Regions from separate parts of the Sus scrofa genome. Here region 1 is linked to region 2. A link is a contact called in public Hi-C data. All regions are on one chromosome and are shown on one strand. The core of a region is the stretch at or near the end of the contact, and the rest is flanking DNA. Distances in the headings are between cores, read along the strand shown. Region 1 has its middle 500 kb from the start of RDH14. Region 2 has its middle 34 kb from the start of TTC32.

Evidence for each region. A called contact is a pair of places that touch in the nucleus more often than the background predicts.
Region 1: a Hi-C map of liver shows a contact between it and region 2, with 11 times the contacts expected there. A contact is called at or near these places in 3 of 47 Hi-C or Micro-C datasets (embryonic fibroblasts, liver and skeletal muscle).

Annotation. Positions count from the first base shown.
Region 1 is chr3:118,955,340-118,958,670 of Sscrofa11.1, reverse strand. No RefSeq gene overlaps it. Among named protein-coding and RNA genes, the nearest start is that of RDH14, 500 kb to the left of the region's middle.
Region 2 is chr3:118,305,518-118,308,427 of Sscrofa11.1, reverse strand. No RefSeq gene overlaps it. Among named protein-coding and RNA genes, the nearest start is that of TTC32, 34 kb to the right of the region's middle.

The DNA of each region.
Region 1 (3,331 bases), core at 506-3,005, 650 kb before region 2:
ACTGAGAGTTCTTAAAATAATAAACAGCTGGCCATGGGCTCCCTATACAAATCCCCAGAACACCAGTACAATTCAACTTGACTGAACAGGTTTTAGACCACAGCACAGGAAACCCAGAGTCCAAAGGCCTCCCACCCACACCACTGGCCTTGGCTTCCATTTAGAATGATTTGCCTGAAGCTCTGTGTCTGGGGGAAACTCTCCTACAAAGCAGACAAGGGCAGGGGGATTCAAAGCTCTTGAGCCAAGCGATCTTCTCCGTCTTTGGACAATGCAAACGCAACAGTGACTGGGGCACTGAGTTCCATGTCCCCAGGTCTGAGGGGGCCCCCCTCTACCCAGGAGGTCACTCACCAGCCTCACTCCTCTACTTCAGACCTGGAAGCGAGGAGAACAGAGGGTGGGAAAGGAGCAACGGCAAGAATCTTGATGAGGTTCAGAACAAAGACATCTCTTGCAACCCCGTTCTGAGACTCCAAAGTGATGCTGGGGCAAGGGCGACAGTAGTAGCTCATCTACAGTCTGGAAAAGTGGACCCCACTCAAGATGGGAATCAAAGAAATGGATTTTTATTTCTGGCTCTGCAACCTGAAGGTCATGTGACTCTGCTAGATTATTTAACGTTTCTGGGCCTCACTCTGCCCATCTATAAGGGGATAAAAAGAAACCTGTCCTGGAGTCATGCCCACCACAGATAACTAATAACTATTAATTATTAACTGACTACTGGTTGCAGGACTAGTATTTCCCTCCAAGTTTCTGTGAGAATTCGCTGATATAATACCTATGGCCCTGGCCTCATAAGTGATAAAAATGCACAATTTAGAAAGCAGATGAGAGAAGTCTGCCTCTCCCGGGAGCTCTGAAAAGGCTACCCCAAGATGAGGGGCTTCACAAAATGTGGGGTGCAGAATACTGATTATGTGACATAATAACAGGTGTTTGGTGGGGAAAAGTTTTCGTGGGGAACTACTCAGGAAATTGAGTTCGACAAATTTAAATAGGTTTCTGTCCTATGGGATCTCGCAGGGTGTGCAGCAAATTTCCAAGAGACATAAAAGGCAGCTCTTTCGAAGCTCACCTGACCATTGACCCCCTCTGCACCAGGTTCTCCAAAATTGTGAGTTCTCAAGTGACATATTAAAGAATAGAGTTGGGGAGAGAGCTGCTTTATGCATGTCCCTGGGAAGAAGGAATTTTCATGGAACACCTTCCCCAAAGAAATAATCTCTTTGGTTTCAGGGGCTGAGCTTACTTTTTCCCCTTTGCCAGGCATTTGACCACCGCAAGTTATTTTGCTGTTGAATTATTTATTATCTGTAAAACGGAAATAAGTATTTGTAAAGAGGACATACCAGCCAATGATTTGAGCTCCTAACTCACCAATATCTAGAGTAGCTTAGATGATGGAGATTAGCCACATGCTTTACCGCCTGAGTAGGAGATACATCCCCAGAGGCTAAAGTGAAGGATCCAGGGGGAGAAAGCAGCTGCCCAGCCTCCAGACCAAAGATATGGGGAAAATGAGCCCCATTGTTTTCTCAGGGTCTGAGACACTGGGGGAGCCACCAAAGGCCCCTACAGGAGTCATGGGTATGTACCACAGAGGAACATGGAAGAGTCTAGAAAATAAAGGACTGTCTTCTTCAAGATAACCCATGCCCCCAGGTCAATCCAGTGGTTCTGAGAACTATGAGCTGATGACAGAACTTCATTCCTGCTTATCTTCATTTGAACAAATAGAGATTTGCAATTAGCCCAGGATGGATTTTGGACCCACTTGATGACTGCCAAAAGATAGCTGGCATTGGCGCTTCCTTGGTGTCCTGGAAAAGAGCTTCCCTTTGGGGGAGATGAACGGATCTGTCTAGGGGGTGGGGCTGGTGTCAGCAAACTGGCCCACTACCTCAGAGCTTCTTTTCTAGGTCGCTAGGGCAACTCGGTGACAGGTTCACGGAAACCCCCGGAATATTCCCAGCCACACTTGCGTCTGCCCATGGTTCCTCAGCCTCCTGACCTGGCTGAGACCCAGAGGAGTTGAGCCATACACATTTGCAGCAAAGAGAAGTCCAAAGATCTCATTTTTCACTGTCTTAAAAATGCGTATGACATTACTTATATATGGACTCCTAAAAAAAGGACACGAATGGACTTACTTCAGAACAGAAACAGACTCACAGATTCTGAAAAACTTATGGTTATCCAAGGGGACAGGTGTGGGGTGGGAGGTGGAGGGATGGACTGGGGCTGTGGGATTGGCATCTGCACACTGAGGTATGTGGAATTATTAGCACAGGGAATTCTACCCAATATTCTGTGATAATCTATGTGGGAAAAGAATCTCAACGAGAATGGATGTGTGTACATGTATAACTGAATCACTTTGTTGTCGAGCAGAAATTATCACAACACTGTAAATCAACTATACTTCGATAAAACTCTAAAAAATGAAAAAAAGGCTGTTCTCAAAGTCCTCAGGTCTTTAGGTTGAATCATCTCTTTCTATATCTTCCTATATCACAACCTGATTCCTTTTTAATTGCTCCTCCACCAAATTCATTCAAGAGTTAACCAAAATTCTACACAAATCATTAGAGTAAAAGTAAGAATAAATTAAAGATTAAGCTGCAAAATGAGACCAAGTTAGCCACTGTTTTCATTGGAAAGATGCCTAATTTACATCGGTCATGAGGAAGGATTAAATGAGAGAGAAATTGCACAGCCTGCTGGGAAAAAATAGAAAGATAAAGGTCTGAGACTTTGGGTACAAGATTTCAGTTGGCCCCTACTTTATATGGTCACTGTAAGTCTCTTTTCACTTTCTTTGTTCTTCTGTAAAAGAGATAAGGTGTTGGGGTCCTTTGGGTTTAGCTTTCCAGAACCAGGGTGGGGAACAACGTTTTCTAATAGAGATTTTTGGATGTGGTTTTCTTTCTGTTTCTGTAGGTCAGAAGGAGACCAGTGATGTGAACTCCCCAGGGAACTCCTGAGAGCGTGTCTCCATCCACACAGGTCTAAGATGCTATCAGTAGAGAACTTTCCACCTTTATCAACATCTCTTATCTTCTGTCATCTGCATGGTGACTGCGAAAAATGCTCTCAGTGGGTGTTTCTGATTCATTTTTGTGATGGTCCCATGATGTCTGGAGAAGTTAAAGTTTAAACTCTCTCCCTCCCTGTCGGCCTTTATAGCTCTGTGGATTCTGCCAGTAACTGGGTGTCTTCCTAAGACTTGAGCTTTCTAGAAAGGAAGATGGCCTGAGCAGGGTAAGTGGCTATATTTGCTGAGGAGAAAACATGCCCAGCTTTTAAATGGCTCTCTTATACAGCA
Region 2 (2,910 bases), core at 103-2,602:
ATATGAAATTCCCATATGGGCCAGGGATCAGACCTGAGCTGCAGTTTCAAATACCAGATCTTAACCCACTGTGCCAGGCTGGGGATGTGTCCCAGTGTTCCAGCCATGCTGCCTATCCCATTGAGCTACAGCTGGAACTCCAGGGTATGTTTTTAAACAGGGTAGTAAAAGGCCACACTGAGTAAGTGCCTTAAAGAGGGGATGGAGCAAGCAAGTCATGCAGAGACACAGAGGGAGCAGTAAGTGCAAAGGCCCTGGGGCAGCAAAGGCTGAGGCGCAGATGGGCTTCAGGACAGACATGATTCTATGGAGTCTGGGAAAAACTCCAGGCTTAGCTCTCCACTCAACAAGGGACTGGGAATGCAGTGAGACAAGAAGGATGTCTCAGAGATGAGCCTTGAATCTGCTCTCACTTCTTTTGCAACATACTTTAGGACTTTGTTATTAGCAACAGATTATGCTGGCAACACACCTCACAGCAAGGACGGCTCCCCGAGGCAGTGCCACAGATGCTCCCCTTGCCACAGATGCAACCTGCTCAGCCCAGCCCACTCCGTGGAGAAGAGAAGGGAGAGCTCGCATCCCTCACTGTCCTGTCCCCCTCTGGCCCCCCTCCAGCCTGTCTGGTCAATCAATCAGTCTCCATCCTTCCTGAAATCACAATGTGCAGCTCACAACACGAAAGATGGAGAAGAGGCACGCTGCGTATTGGTTCACACACAACTCAGGTTGCCTTAACCCAGACGCGTGACCCCCATGTTGGGGAGTCCGCAGGCGGCCCGCCCGCCCCCCTCGCATCCACGTCACCTCCAATACCAGAAACATGTATCACTCGGATCCATTCCCTTTTTTTAAGATGTTCCCAGGAAAATCTGTATTTAATTTATGGGCAATTTATAATGGAAATAGACCATATAAAATGTATACAAATGTGCAGGGCTGTATATAGGGCTTGGAGGAGACAGTTGAGCTTAGCAATAATTAACGTGAAGGGTCTCTTCCCCGCTGCCAGGTAGACGTTTGGATGGCCCGTCCTTTCATTAAACTTAAACCAGAAAGGGCTCGGGGGCCGAAGTCCAAACATTCCTCAACTCTACGGAGGACGTCAGGACACAGAGCCGACGACAATACATTTCACCAGGATTGCCAAAGCCCTGTTTAAGTTTCGAAGATGCCTGTATTGCATTACTTGGACAGAGGGAGCCAGCCTGCACACCACAATCAATTTTCCAGAGGAACAAAACCATTTCCAGCCAAACCAACCCCAAACCCACGTGAGGCCACGGATTCGCAAGGCGGTCCACAGACACACGGGACACCTGTCTGTCCCTCCCCCAGGGCTCCTCAGCCGCCAGAGGCAGGACACCCGCTGCTCCCAGCCCAGGGCCGCCCTGCTCGAGTCAAAGAGGAGTTACAGAGAACCTCAGAGTTGCCAAAAACTATTTCCAGGGGACTTTGATCAACTGATGCTGTAATCTCTGAAGGGAAACATACTTCACTTAGAAGGTATTCTTTGGTGTCATTCCCAAGGAGAAGGCATACTTGTTTTTGGAAGAACAGAACGTCTCTCTCGCTCGCTCTTTCTCTCTTTTTCTTCTTATTCTTCCCCCTCTCCTCTCTCTCGCCGTCCCTCTCTCCCCCAGCTACAAGCACCCTAGTTATGACGACGCACAAACATCCTTGCTGGACACAGGGAGAGATCACAGAACATGCTGTCGGCCAGAAAAGCGAATATGCGACAAGGCCCAATGAGAAGCCAAAATCCTAGATGGTGGCAACGCCACAGTCTAAGGGCCAAACCCCAGGCTCTAGCCTGTCCCGCCACCCCCACCCCGTCCCCCGCCCCTGTGGGCCTCCCCCAGCCTCCACTGGCTGAGTCCTCCTCCTCCCTGACCCCACCCAGGGGGAGACCCCATTGTGAGAGAGGTGCTCCCTCCCCAAGACACGCGTGGGTCCCTCGGATCCTCTGAGTGCCGTGGTGAAGTGTGGTACATTTAAATAAGTTTTTCCTGGCATATTCTGACGCGGCTTAGATCAACGACCTCATTTTTCAACAATGAAAAGATTAAACAGTTGAGAAGAGTTATAAAATGATTTAACACGCTATTAAGCGGAGATGTAAACTATCAAAGTTTAAGTGTCCAGAGAGAGACTTAAATATCAATTATATTCGAATCCAATTTGTATGCAGCTCCCCCCACGCCCCCTCCCAGGAGCCCACGCCGGGGCCGCGGTGGGGACACACGGCCCTCCGAACACGACTTTGGAAATCCAGTTCCAGAGCGCTGTTTGCATGAGAATTTGTCGCGGCCCGGGAAACCATGCTCGGTCGGTTCACGACACATTTTTTCTTGAAATAGAGAACAAAATCAAAAACGTCAGGGCTGTGTATCCACGTTGAATGATGGGAAAGGGCCGCTAAGTCCCTCGTTTGAAACCAGAGTAGGACTCTCACTTCTGAACTCTCCCCGGTTCAGTGCTGGCAACTTTGCAAAGGGTTTTTTTCCCCAAATTACCTTGTAAGGCAAAATGGAAAAAACAAAATTCTTTTCTTCATCTGTTTCCTCTCCTTGCATTAACGTTTTAAAATATAGGTTCTCTGGTCTCACATTCCTCCCCCAAACAATTCAGCCCAAAACCTGCAGCCTCAGATACTGACATCCTCTCGAATTGCAGGGCACCTAGTTTACCACATCCAGCGCCCGGAGACCCCCGGTGCCTCCTGCCTCCTTTCACCTCTGGGCCCCTGGACAGGTTCCGACCCCATGGGCCCCGCAGGAGGATGACTCAATAACCCGTTTGATAGATTCCAACCACGAGATGGAAGGGAGAGCGGACCCCACTGCATAAGGAGGTCTGGGTCCCTTTTCATAGAACACAGATGTTCCCTGGCCCCCTTACTGTCTTTCT